2 separate regions of the Sus scrofa genome follow, and region 1 is linked to region 2. The links are chromatin contacts, called in public Hi-C maps. All regions are on one chromosome and are shown on one strand. The core of a region is the stretch at or near the end of the contact, and the rest is flanking DNA. Distances in the headings are between cores, read along the strand shown. Region 1 has its middle 45 kb from the start of VRK1. Region 2 has its middle 100 kb from the start of PAPOLA.

Region 1 (6,955 bases), core at 1,641-4,140, 120 kb before region 2:
AAATCCTTTCCCCTAAGCCTTTTTGTGTATTTATCCAACAAGTACTTATCAAGCACCTACTATGTGAGAGGCCCCGGAGATTCAGCACCAAGCCAAACACAACACCTCCCTTCTCTCAAGGAACTGGAAACCTGCCCATGGAGGCAAACAAACACACGCCGTGTGCCAATCGGCTGAAAGACATAAGTGGTGGAACCCACCAGATCCCAGACCACGAGCCCAATCTGATGCCAGGAAGCCCGTGGGAAGTTAACTCAGCAGAGTCGGGAAGAGGGTAAGGCAAGGGAGGTGCCCAGCGTGCAAGCGTTAGGGAGGCACTTTCTCTTAAGGGTGTGTACGTTGTGGTTCTGTTACCCAAGGGTGTGCAGGTAAATATTTAACCACGTGCTCCATGGAGAAAATGGACCTGCCCTGCCCAATTCCACGGTGGAAAGACTCTCACAAGACTCTCACAATGTGAAGTCACTTCAGAGTTAGAGAGATGGAAACACGTGCTCTTGGGAGCTGGCTGGGCTGGTGCGAGCTGGCAATGACACACCCCTGAAGTGACATTTAGGCTTGAGGCCTGAGGAGCTGATAACATTTGGGTCGGAAGGATGGATATGAGTTTGCAGGAGACCAGAGGCAGAATTGAGGACAGGTTTTTATAGGGCTGCGCCATCCAATACTGTAGTCCCCCGCCATATGTAGCTATTTGATTTAAATTTAAATTAATTAAAATGACATGAAATGAAAAATTCAGTTGCTCCGTGGCAGTAGACACGTTTTAAGTGCTCAATAGTCACATGTGGCTGGTGGCTACCATATCAGGCAGCACCGATTATGGGACGTTTCCAGCATCATGGAATGTTCCATGGGGCAGCGCTGTAGGGTCAGAGGGAGGGAGAGCATGAATTTCTGGCAAGAGAGGAGAAATTCTGAAATGGGAGGTGAAAGGTCATCTAAAATAACCTTCCTCCTCAACCTCCCAGTTTTACCCAGGGTCAGCCTTGCGTGAAGGAAGGAAGGACGGACAGACGGAGGGGGGAGGGGGAGGGAGGAGAAAGGAGGGGGGAGGGGGGAGAGAGGGAGGGAGAAAGGAAAGCCTGCCGAGTGCCTTGTCCACAGTGAGACTCCTGCTGGATGTCTTCTCCCTGTCATCAAGAAATTTCCAGCCCTGGCACAAGCAGGGGCTCAGCACGCACCACACAATTTGGACCACTTCCAAGGCAGCATTCGGTTCAGCTGACGCTGTGGGACTCAACCTACATCACCGTTGGCTGTCCCAGGAGCCCAGAGCTATAGGAATGCTCAAGGGCAGGCAAAAGAGGCTTAGGTCTGGGCTAAGACCCCGACCAGAAGTAGCTTTCTCTCCCAAGAGGGCGACTATGCATCTTCCTCGTTGGGGCATCAGCATAAAAGAAGATGACAATGGCCACAAAGGACAAAAGTCACGCACACAGAGGCTGGGTCAGGTTGAAGAAACCAAGCCCACATTTAAGAGCCACAGTGGCAGGAAGCATTGAGCAGAGCCCAGCACTGCTCAGGTCAGGGAGCGGAGGCAGGATTTCGACCCACGTCCATTCTTCTCCAGAACCCACGCTCTGCCCCTTACCCCACCCCCACCCCCCATCATCTTAGGATCCGATCCCTCCATCGCTTGTATCTCACTGCCCCAGCTCATGCTGGGACCTGGTTTCCTTCCCTTCCATCATATGAACCTTTCTTCTCCAAGCCCTTGTCACTTTCACAACCTCCTTTCAAAAGGACAAAGAAAAGCAACTGTGTTATTCTATGCTAAAGGGAAACTCATGCTCCTTCCAGAAAATAAGTCAAAAGAGAGCGAGAAGGGTAAGGGAGGACATCACCCCTACTTCCACCATGCAGAGAGCCACACTATGATGGGGTTTTCTGCGTGTGACTTTTACTTAGTTGAGTGTGGCTGTGATCACGCAGTAGACTCAGCTTTGAATCCTGCTTTTGTTTCATCATCGTGTCCTTACAAACATGATTTTCCATGCCAGCACCAATTTAAGGAGGCAGATAGACCATAGTTTACTTAAACAGTCCACTTCTGTTGGACATTTAGGCTATTTCCAGTTTTTCTTTCATAAATGACAGCTCGATTCACATCTCTGGGCATCAAGCTCTATCCATTTTTCAGATTATTTCATTGGGCTAGAATCCCAGAAGTGGAATTACTGGGTCAAAAGGTATGAGCATTTCAAAGGTTCTTGATGCCGACTGCCAAATTTCTTTCCAAAAGGGCTCTATCCGTGTATATTCCCTAACCTCTGCGTGCATTCCTCTTTCTCTCCTCTCTCACCAGCCCTGAGTTTGATTGTACAACTCTTTGCTCACTTTATAGGTGAATGTACTAATCCATTGTTTTGATCTGAATCTCTTTCATGATTTGGGTGGCTGATCCCTTGCTCAAATCCCAACAACCCTGGAAGAGTTCGATAGTGAACGAAACTGGGCATATCCTAAAGAGCAGTGTGCCTGGTCCAGAGGCTACCGAATCTCTAGGAAGGAGCTCGAATTTTCCTGGGATGTTGAGAGCCTGCTGAGGATTCTCTCCCTGCTAACTGTTCCCCTCACCGGCCCCCACCACCATCCAACCCCCTTTCTACCCTCACTAATGCCACTCCTCAGATACCCACGGCAAATTCCAAAGGAATTCCTATACACTGTGGTTTTTATAGCAAAAACAAAAACACAAAACAATCGAAACAAAACAAACCGAAAACAAACAGCCAGGCCAGGCTGAGCGGCAGAAGGCACTCGTGACCCGAAAACCAGCCGCTCAGCTTCCAAGGTTTGGACCGTAACTAATTCAAATGCAGTGGATGAAGACAAAGTCGGCATGCATCAGAGATGATTAAACAGGAGGCCGGGGATTTATCTGTGAAACTCCCCGGGTAACAGGAGAGAGAGGGGGAAGGTAGGGGAGAGAGGAAGAAGAGGAACGGGGCAGACATACAAAGTTGGAGGCTTGAGAAGCAGAAAATGAGGGCGAGGGAAGAAACAGAGAAACGTGGGCAGAGGAAAGAGGGAGCGAGGAAGGAGAAACTGAGAAAATTGAAGGGGAAAAAAGAAGCAGACAGGAGAGACGGCAAGACAGAGATGTGGATGAGGATTCAACGCGCTAAAATAAATGAAATGGGGGAAAAAACGAAACAGGGGCGCCGTGAAGGAAGCGCCTGGTCCCAGGGAGCGAGCAGAAGGGGAGGGCGTAGACCGAGGGGTGGGCTGCCGGCTGGAGAGGAGGGTCACGCGGGGCCAGCAGGGCTGGAGCAGATCCGACCCCACGAGCGCTGCGATCTCCGCAGGTCCAGACGAAAGCGGGCCGCTGGCCCGGCCTGGGGGCTACTCTCTGGGACCCAGGGAATGTCAGATGTGGGCAGCACGAGCAAGAGGCCCCACACATGGAAGGGGCTCCCCAAAGTATGCTGTGGAATCGCCCACCCCCAGCCCCAGAATCGGAGGGGATTCGTGCAAACGCACGCGCCTGGGCACCCCTCGCATCGGGCACCCTTTGCCCCCTTCTCTGCATCCTCTCCCCCGGTGGAGGATGCTGGCCGCGGCTCGCGGAGGGCCAGCCCATCGATCCCAGATGGAGACGCTAGAGGGCGCGCAAGGGTCGCTGCTCCAAGAGGAGCGGCCTCCGAGAATCAACGACCGGGTCTGCAGGGCCCAAGGTGCAGGGTGCAGGGTGCAGACGGCCCGCCCGCCGCGGGGTGTGTGGGGGAAGCGAGGGTCGCTGGCTGGGGTGGCTGTTGCCATGCAAAGAGATGTTGCGCACTTTAGCGGAGAGGTGGCACGCGAAATGAATCTTTGCAAGACTGAGACAGCCGTGTAAAATTAAGTGAATGGCCAAAAGGAGGACAGGGCTTAAGATGCCACTTAACCCAGAGATCCCGCTCCTCCAACCCTGGCTCTAAACGGCACCCCCAAACCTGCTTAGGACAAGTGGTCTAATCCCACTAGCACTAACCACTCCACATAAGACACACACACACACACACACACACACACACACACACACACACACACCCCTTTCAGAATTGGGGGTGGGTGGGTTGGGGAGAATGAACTTTAAAAGGCTTTTAAAGCAAAAAAAGAAAACGAGGGTTGTGAGAGGCTGAGGTACTTGAAATGATTTTTGTGTTGCAAATTGCTATGCTTTTACTGAGGCGCTGATGAAAATAAATGAAGCTCCTCTCTCTCTCTTTTTGCTAATAAATGAAATGAAAAAAGCACCATTATTATGCCACCTGCTTCTAATTCCTAATTGTGGTAACTTAATTCTCGGATTGTTGTTAGCTGCTTAATATCGCAGGCGCACCAGCACACACGCGTTAAAAAAAAGAAAAAAAAAGAAAAAAAAAAAACAAGAAGAGGACGTACGGAGGGCCGATTGGGTCTATTTTGGCAGAGGAGGTAGAAGGTGCACCCGCTTCGGTTTTTACTTCGTTTGATGACGGTTCCTATCGTGAAATATGCGTCTGGGAAGATTGGAAGGAGGAAATCTTTATTCTCTTCAGCACCTATGTGAGGGTTCAGAGGGTATAAAAGGGCTTCTGAACTGCTCCAAATCTGAAAAGTCCATGAAAAGTGGTCATTGATGAGATCCGCATTCTCTCCACGCTGAGATAGAATGTTGCACATTTCCTATAAGAGAAAAAGCATTCGTTTTTATAAGCTGGTTCCAAAGTGCCTTCTACGAACCTCCACGTCACCCAGTCCCCCAGCCTGGGGGTTGTAGCAGGTTCACTGAGATGAAAATCCTTTTCTATCCACAGAGGGAAGGGGTTGGGGGGTGGGGGGCCTCATTTAAAATTTTTTCCAGGAAAATAGAAATTACCAAATCCCAGTCACAATGTTGCCAAAGTCAAGAGCTGTACTTATCATATTATCTAATTTCTTGTTCAAACTGAGCTTTTTTGGGTTGGTTTGTAAATGGCCATTCTTATCACTGGAAGATTCTGGAGTATTGGACATACCGGGAGGGTATGAAAAGTACAAATTTAGGAGAGAAAACACTGTATTTTGGGGGTGCAATTCTGAAAGCATAGATTTTCTTGTATCCTTGCACACGTATCTTCTTCAGATTTCTGCAAATTGCATAAATGCCTAGGAATAATAACAATTTAATCAAGATCAGTTTGTCAGTGTTGCTACATCAGTCAGGAAGGCAGACTAGCCTCTTGGGAAACCAGATGAAATGGACCCGATGCTTATTGCCCTGGCCTCCTGGTCTTTGACATTTTCACCCTAGATGTTGTTTGTCTCTTATGAATGGAGTGTATGGTGAAAAAAATGTGAGCAAAATTGCACCGCAGCCAGTCTGGGGCCTGGTGAGGAAAGCAGCCAGACCCCTGATCTCAGTTCAAACCACCCTCTCAGTGTGGCAGCCACACGTGGCCATGCCCTCCCTTGACTGTGAAATCCCGTTCCAGCAAATGAGAGCGACGCCCAGCTCTCACCAGAAGGGCGACCAGCGGGAGCAGACAGCGAGATGCAGCAGAAACAGGTACAAGTTCACGAAGGTGGGAAGGCAGAATGGCTAACCCCGTGTCAGCCCAGAATCCAGAAGAACCAAAAGAAAACACTTGTGAATGAAAGAGCAAGCTCTCGACGGAGCCTGAGCAGCAGGTGCTGTTTAAATAACCAAAATAGGGTTGTAAGCAACAGCTTCCATGTTTGCCGGGTGCTTTCCTACGCTGCATGACATTAGAAAGCCGGGGTGTAAAGATACAAGCCCACATCTGCAGGCAGAGCCAGGCTGATGGGGAAGAGATGTCTCGAATGAACTTCCAGTTCAGGAAAATGTGCAAAAAGATTTGTTCTTTAAATCCTCCAGAAGGACAGAAAGTGGAAACTATGTGTGTCTGTGTGGTAGTGAGAAGCACAGATGAAAAGGTGAATGTTGATATCTATCATGACCAACCTAGAGTGTCTTATTTACATCTGAAGCTATTTGTTGCTGATTCTCCATGCAACTGTTTTGTCCTGGAATTCTCAAAGCTGAAGCAGAAGCATTTAAATAACCCTGTGCGTTTGTCATGCGTCTTCTAGAAGATGCGGGCACGCATGTGCATGCGTGCACGCGAGCGAGTGAGCACACACACACACACATAACCAGTCTCACATCTATGCACACAGGCAAAATGTACCCCCACCCCGCTTATCTGTACAAATCTCCGCTGTCTATATTCCCAAACACAGGAGAGTCTACGTATTTATTTCTCTCTTGCACTCGACGATGAAACACAAGTCAACACTCTTAAATGTCATCTTTTAATACCTCATATAAAAGGCAAACTTTTCCTAACATGCTTTCTTCCGATCCTATTTAATGAACTCCCCCGAATGCTGCCTTTGCCCAGTTTCATCTGAAGAGCTAAGGCACAATATAAAAGAAAAAAATTTTTGGTATTAAAAAAATGGAAAGAAAAAAGCAGGGGAAATATTTTGAAAGTCAATTAAAATTTTGTGTACGTTTTCATTTTTTAATGATAAATTAAGTTACTAATTTTGTCCGTGCTCTTTGTAGACACTGCAGGTTTAATTGCTAATTGTTAACTGCGAATGAATACATTTGCATATTAATTAGCTCCCAATTTACATTTTTAATTTGCTTCCTTCAAAAGGTGCAAGATAAAAGGTCGTGTTATTTTAAATAATTTATGCTTTATTGCATGAAATACGCTAATATGAAATGTGCCTACTAATTTTAACCCCTTTTCTAAGAAGGAAAATGCATGCCATTAAAAGGAAGAAGGCAGAGCTGGTGGTGTTTGGAAAAACAACATTATGCCATGCTGTTCTGCTGCCGAACCTGCTTTTTCCCCCGCAGCCTCGTTGGGCGGAAAAATGAATGTCTTCTTTCCTTTACCATCAGTTTAAAAAGTGATCATGTGTTTGAAGAACAAAACAGCTGCAGTGGAGGGGACACGATCTGGGCTTTACC
Region 2 (6,107 bases), core at 1,587-4,086:
TGAACAGACAGAACTCCACACACCCTCAGACTGAAGCTCCAAAGAGAAAACAAGGAGTTCCTGCTGTGACTCAGTGAGTTATGAACCTGACGAGTATCCATGAGGATGCAGGTTCAATCCCTGGCCTCACTCAGTAGGTTAAGGATACAGCATTGCCATGAGCTGTGGTGTAGGTCATGGTTGTGACTCAGAGCTGGCATTGCTGTGGCTTTGGTATAGGCTGGTGGCTGCAGCTCCGATTTGACCCCTAGCCTGGGAATTTCCATATGTGGCAGGTGCAGCCCTAGTAAGAAAAAAAAAGAAAAAGAAAAACTCATAACAAAGTAAGCAAGAATGACTCCCCAGCAGATGAAAAAGATCAACAAAATTTTGGAAGATGGACAGTTGATGAATCAGTGGTAATGGACTTAGCACACCGGAGAGCTAAAATTCAACTGATTTCAGGGAGTGGGGAGGAGGCTGGGCAACCAGAAGCAGCCAGATCCCTCCACAGACTCCTAGTCAGGCCCAAGAACCAGAAGGACCAAGGATGAGTGAAGCTTGGAGGCTAAGATGGGGCTGAAGACAGGATGGGTAGGAGGTCACTGTCAGGATAGCAAAAGCACCAGCCGTCCTGGTCTTCTGGGCCTGAGGGCTTTCCTAGGAGGTAGGACCTCTGATGCCAAAACCAAGATGGCCCCAGGCAAAACTTTTGGTGACCCTACCACATATCCCACCCACCCCCATCCTGTGTGCCCATGAAATTACCCCTCCCACCCCAGGAGAAGGCTGGAATAATGGCTACTTTGCAGTAAAAATAAACTGGGTTGTGGTTCTACAACCCCACATCCATCAAGGCCCCCGTGAAGAACTTCCTGAGAATAGGGGGCTAAGAGCTTTGCCCAGGAAATATGGTGGGACACTCGGCCCCCTATCCTCACTTAGGACTCTTGGCAGGTGGGCTTATGCCCCCTGCCCTCCACAAAAAGTCCTGGCCCTCGCAGGAGATTTGGAGAGTCCTCTTTGATGACAGAAAGATCTAGAGTTACTGATGGTTGAGAACCCCCAAGATAATGACTAGATTGCCACCCAATCATCCTTTATGAAAAACATCAGGCCACAGGCCCTGCTCCTGCAGCTGAGCTTCCACTGGGGTTTTAGTGCCTCACTCTTAACTACGGAAGGACAACCAAGGATCACCATGCACAGTCACCAGAACTGGAGAAACGCTTTTAACAGAAAGGTAGGAAAAGGAGTTCCCTGGCGGCCTAGCAATCTAGAGTCCAGCATTGTCACTGCTATGGCAAGGGTCACTGTTGTTGTGCAGGTTCAGTCCCTGGTCCTGGAACTCCTATATACCACAGACCCAGGCGATAAAAGAGAAAGGTAGAAAAAGAAAAAAATTATAAAAAGATAGCCTCAGAAATCATTAAAATACCATGCTCTGAAGAATGGGACCTTTAAAAAAAAACCGATGCTAACAAAACAACAATAAAAGGAAAAACCAGAGGGCAAGAAAAGGGCCTGAGAACTTAAAAATATGATTGAAGGAATTTTAAACTCAGTGGACAGCTCAGAAAAACCTCCTCAAAAAAAGAAGCAAGAAAAGCAAAGAGAGGCAGTCACAGCAAAGTCCACGAGCAAAATGGTCACCGTAGCCGTCTGCGCCTTTGTCATCTGTGCACTTTCCGCATTTCCTACAGTGGACACATGTCAGTTTCACAGTCAGACGAAAAGTATATACAAATGACAGCGTCAAAAGCCTGTGACCACACGATAGGCAGCCTGGCAGGGGCTCAGGGCGGGGGTGCTGGGCTGGGGAGGGGGCTGCCAGAGGCCCCCTCATTCTCCACAGGCTCCCAGATCCCTGCGCAGCGGGAAAGGAATTTTCCAGAATCCTCCTGGCCAGGCCCCCAGTAGTTCAGGGCCTGGTGGGACCGTGTCTACAGGCAGCTGAGGAGGGCGCAGCCAGCTGGACAGGCACAGAAAGAGGAGAAAGAGCTTGGGTTCAGATGAGATGGGTCTTTTGGGGGGGCCGTTCCCTGGTGGTCTAGTGGTTAGGATTCAGCACTATCACTGCTGGGGTGTGGGTCCGACCTCTGGTCTGGGAACTGAGATCCCAGGTCAAGCTCCTGCATGCATGCTGGACAAAAATAATAATTATTATTATTATTATTATAATAAATTAAAAAAAATTTTTAAGGATGGGTCATTTTCCTCCACATCCACCAAGATGCCAACAAGAGAAGTGCCAGAGAAACGCCTGGGAGCTGCCCAAGTGGAAGAAGCAGGTGGGGTCACTCCTTCTGACTGGAGGGGGCTGGGGTGTAACATACTTGTCACTTACCAAGACCTCAGTCGGCGCCGGCATCTAGCAAAGCTGAAGCAGACGCCTTTTCTGTGCTAAGGCCTGGCTAACGTTAGCCGGACACCCGGTCCCGGACAAGGCCCGGCCCCAAGGCAGGCACGTGGGCAGGGACCCCCACAGGGGCAGTGGGGGTGGGGGGTCCGCCGTGGGAGAGGAGGGGTTTCAGCTCCCCATCACTCCTTCAGGCGGGAAAGTATTTGGGAGAAAACCACAAAAACGTGGATGCCCAGGATGTGGTTATTGCGCATCACGGCGCCCGCGAGGGAGACGATGGCTGTGAGGGTAGGAGGTGCCCCCTGCAGGCCTGTCATCGTCTCTCCCTTCCCCCGCACCCCCGCGAGTCCCTCGGCATCGCCTCCGCGATCCCCGGGAGGAAACTGAGGCTCAGAGAGGCATCCAGCGCAGACCTGCCCCGGCCCCCGAGGAAGCCTCGCAGCCTCGTTCCGCCTTCCAGGCCCCCAGGCTTCCGCCACGCGGCCTAGAGAAGCGTACATGTCACCCGCGGAGGCGACAGGGCAGGGCCAGCCGAAGGAAGTCCAGGGACACGGGCCCCTCTCCTCCGCACACCCGCTCCCCAGCCTGTGGACACTGCGAGGTCGCGAGGCTTGTCGCGTCATTTTATCCAATGTGGAGACTGGGGGAGGGGGAGAAAGAAGCGTCTTTTCTTTCTTTTTTTTTTTTTTTTTGGTCTTCTTAGGGCCACACCCGCAGCATATGGAGGTTCCCAGGCTAGAGGTCAAATCGGAGCTGTAGCCTGACGTCTACACCACGGCCCCAGCAACACCAGATCTGAGCCACTTCTGAGATCCACATCACAGCTCACAGCAACGCTGGATCCTTAACCCACTGAGCGGAGGCCAGAAATTGAACTCTCGTCCTCATGGATATTAGATTCATTTCCACTGAGCCACAAGGGAAATGTCTTTTTTTTTTTTTTTTTTTTTTTTTTTATTTTATGGCTGCACCAACAGCATGTGGAAGTTCCCGGGCTGGCAGGGATTGAACCAGAGCCTCCGCAGTGACCCTAGCTGCTGCAGTCAGATTCTTCACCTACTACACCACAGCAGGAACACTGCAAAGGGTCTTTTTTTTTTAGTTTAGAGGAGGCTTTAACCAATGGGGGGACCGGTGTGTGGGCCACCTCCGGGGGGTCCTCCCGGGGTCACTGGCACACACGGACGTACTGACCCCACCATTGCGGGTTTCAAGGCCTCATTCAGGGAACGGAAACACCCATCCGTCCATCCGTCCATCCGTCCATCCGTCCATCCACCTGCACAGGGGTACGATCGCCTCTCAGCACCACCTAATCCAGGTGTGAGGCCAGTGGCGCTGGCTCCTGCCCCACAGAGACAACCCACGACAGGGCCAGGTCATGAGATGAGCCGTTGCTCTTGTGACCTGGGCTTTCAAGGACAAATACAAAAACTTCTGGTCTTTGGGGTGTCAGGGAAGGTTCCCAGAGCAAGTGACGACAACAGTGAAACTCACCAAATGCGCTGCATGGAAACAGTCGGGGGGGGGGGTGGTCAAGAAGGAGACTGTTCCAGGCAGAGGGCAGGGGATGTGCTAAGGTCCTGAGGTCGAGGGAGGAGCCAAGGAAGAAGGAAAGGAGCTGGCCAGGTGTGAGGAGCGGCCGTGCGGCAGGAGACCCTCTGCACTCCAGTCTTGCAGTTCTTCGGAGGGTTTGGGCTTTTCCTAGACTGGACTTTGGAATCAGGAGCTGTGTCACCAAGTGATGCTGGCGCTTTTTCATTCCCTCAGGTCTTGATGTTGCCATGGGTTGAACATACAGAAGCCCAGTAGCTCTTTCTGTCCTGCAGATGAGTCTCCAAACCTAGGAGATGAGCTGTCAGCCCTGGAAAAGGAAGCCCAACAGCCCCACTGTGGGGAGGAGAGGGGCCTGCCGACAGAGAGGGTGCGACGGAAGGTGCCAGAAGGAACGCAACTGGCCCAAGCACAGCTGGATCCTGGCTCTGCCTCGACTGGTTCATTCTCTCAGCCTCGGGCTCCTCACCTGGGAAATGGGGACAATGACACCTACCAGCAGGATGTTGTTAGGACTGGTTAGGGAGGAAAACAAGTGTTGGTGGCCTGCATGGCCCCCAGTGGACCTGCAGCGTGACGGAGGGGGGGGAGCAGTGGGGAAGGACACTCTTTAGATCGGAGGGCACAGGAGTGGCTGTGAATGTGAGGTCTGGGCAGAGCCATCTCCCCAGTCACCCATGGCCCCCTAGCAGCCAGAGGGTCACGTTTCTTCTTTCCACCAGGGAAATGGCTGCAAGGACAGCACGCCCAGAACCACATCCTAGTCTATCTCTGAAAAGACAGTCTCCAAGCAAGAATGTCCAGGGGCCCAAGTGACCCTTGCTCTGACCCCTGATTTCAGACCTGGCCCTTGGGGTCTCTGGGCTGCCTCCCCTGCCCACCACGGTGACACCGGGAGACCCAGCTCCTTCCTATGCTTCCCGGGCTGCACCCAGATCTGGCCATAACTACTTTCTCCAAAGGATGACCAACCACTAAGGAAGGATGACAGGAACCAACAGAGACACCAAGAGGCAGGAGTCGGGTCTGTTGACACAGGGCAGGGTCTTGACCCCTGAGAGCCAGCTTCCCCTGCACCCCCATGCTAGCCACTGGCCTTGCCCGGGTGGTATTCAAGCATCCCACCTGTCCCGCCACCCAGGCTGAGGGCCTCTGTGTCTCCAGGGAGCTTACAGCCTGTGGGAGGCAGGGAGCCATCACAGAGGGCAGAGCTGTGACAGCCCGGGCACAGGAGCTGCTGGGGGACAGACAGCACTTGGCCCAGCCAGTGGAGGGGCAAGTCTCCCTGGAGGAGGGTGTGCTGAATAGTCCTTTTTTTGGGGGGGGGTAGGGCACACCCAGAAGTTCCAGGGCCAGGGATCGAAACAGCACTGCAGCAATAACCAGAACACAGTGACAAGGCTAGATCCTTAACCAACTAAGCCACAAGGGAATTCCATGAGCCCAGTCTTTAGAAATGAGTGAGCGTTAGAAAGAGGAAAGAAGGTTTGGAGCAGGCTTATGGAAACAGAGCAGCCTGGACCTCAGAGGCTATGCCAAGCAGCGCCTGTGTCAGGTCATATGACAAACACTGATGACACTCCTACTATGTGCCATGCACCAATTTAAATATTAGGGGATAGGAGTTCCCATCGTGGTGCAGCGGAAACAAATCCGACTAGGAACCATGAGGTTGCAGGTTCGATCTCTGGCCTCACTCAGTGGGTTAAGGATCCGGCATTGCCATGAGCTGCGGTATAGGCCACAGACGCGGCTTGGGTCTGGCATTGCTGTGGCTGTGGCTGTGGCTTAGGCCAACAGCTACAGCTCCGATTGGACCCCTAGCCTGGGAACCTACATATGCCGTGTGCGTGGCCCTAGAAAAGACACAAAAAAAATAAAAAATTAAAAAAATAAATGTTGGGGGATAAATATCCACCAACAGAGGAATGGATAAAGAAGATGTGGTACATATACAATAGACTATTACTCAGCCATCAAAAAGGCACCACGTGGGAATGCCTGCCTGAGGATGGAGCCCTCGGCAAGGCCAGGTCCCAATAACATCACCTGGGCTCCAGCGGCCGGCCATCGAGGAAGCTACCCTTAGTCTGCTTGGTCATAAGAATCTGCTCAAGCCATTTGAGCCGGGTTTCTGTCACGTGCCACCAGGAGCCCAGACAACTACTCCAACCTAATCAGTCCCCCTCTGACCATCACAGCTGAACTTCCC

What was found. Hi-C and Micro-C count contacts between places; a contact is called where the count stands out from the background.
Region 1: a contact with region 2 is called in a Hi-C map of undifferentiated spermatogonia, with 1.9 times the contacts expected there. The contact joins two enhancer-like sites. A contact is called at or near these places in 9 of 47 Hi-C or Micro-C datasets (embryonic fibroblasts, epiblast stem cells, fetal liver and 6 more).

The regions. Positions count from the first base shown.
Region 1 is chr7:117,894,341-117,901,295 of Sscrofa11.1, reverse strand. No RefSeq gene overlaps it. Among named protein-coding and RNA genes, the nearest start is that of VRK1, 45 kb to the left of the region's middle. Within about 2 kb of position 2,890, at least 4 of the 83 cell types and tissues checked have an H3K27ac peak or open chromatin away from gene starts, as enhancers often do. A contact at or near this core is called in undifferentiated spermatogonia, where this site is marked.
Region 2 is chr7:117,776,255-117,782,361 of Sscrofa11.1, reverse strand. No RefSeq gene overlaps it. Among named protein-coding and RNA genes, the nearest start is that of PAPOLA, 100 kb to the right of the region's middle. Within about 2 kb of position 2,836, at least 1 of the 83 cell types and tissues checked has an H3K27ac peak or open chromatin away from gene starts, as enhancers often do. A contact at or near this core is called in undifferentiated spermatogonia, where this site is marked.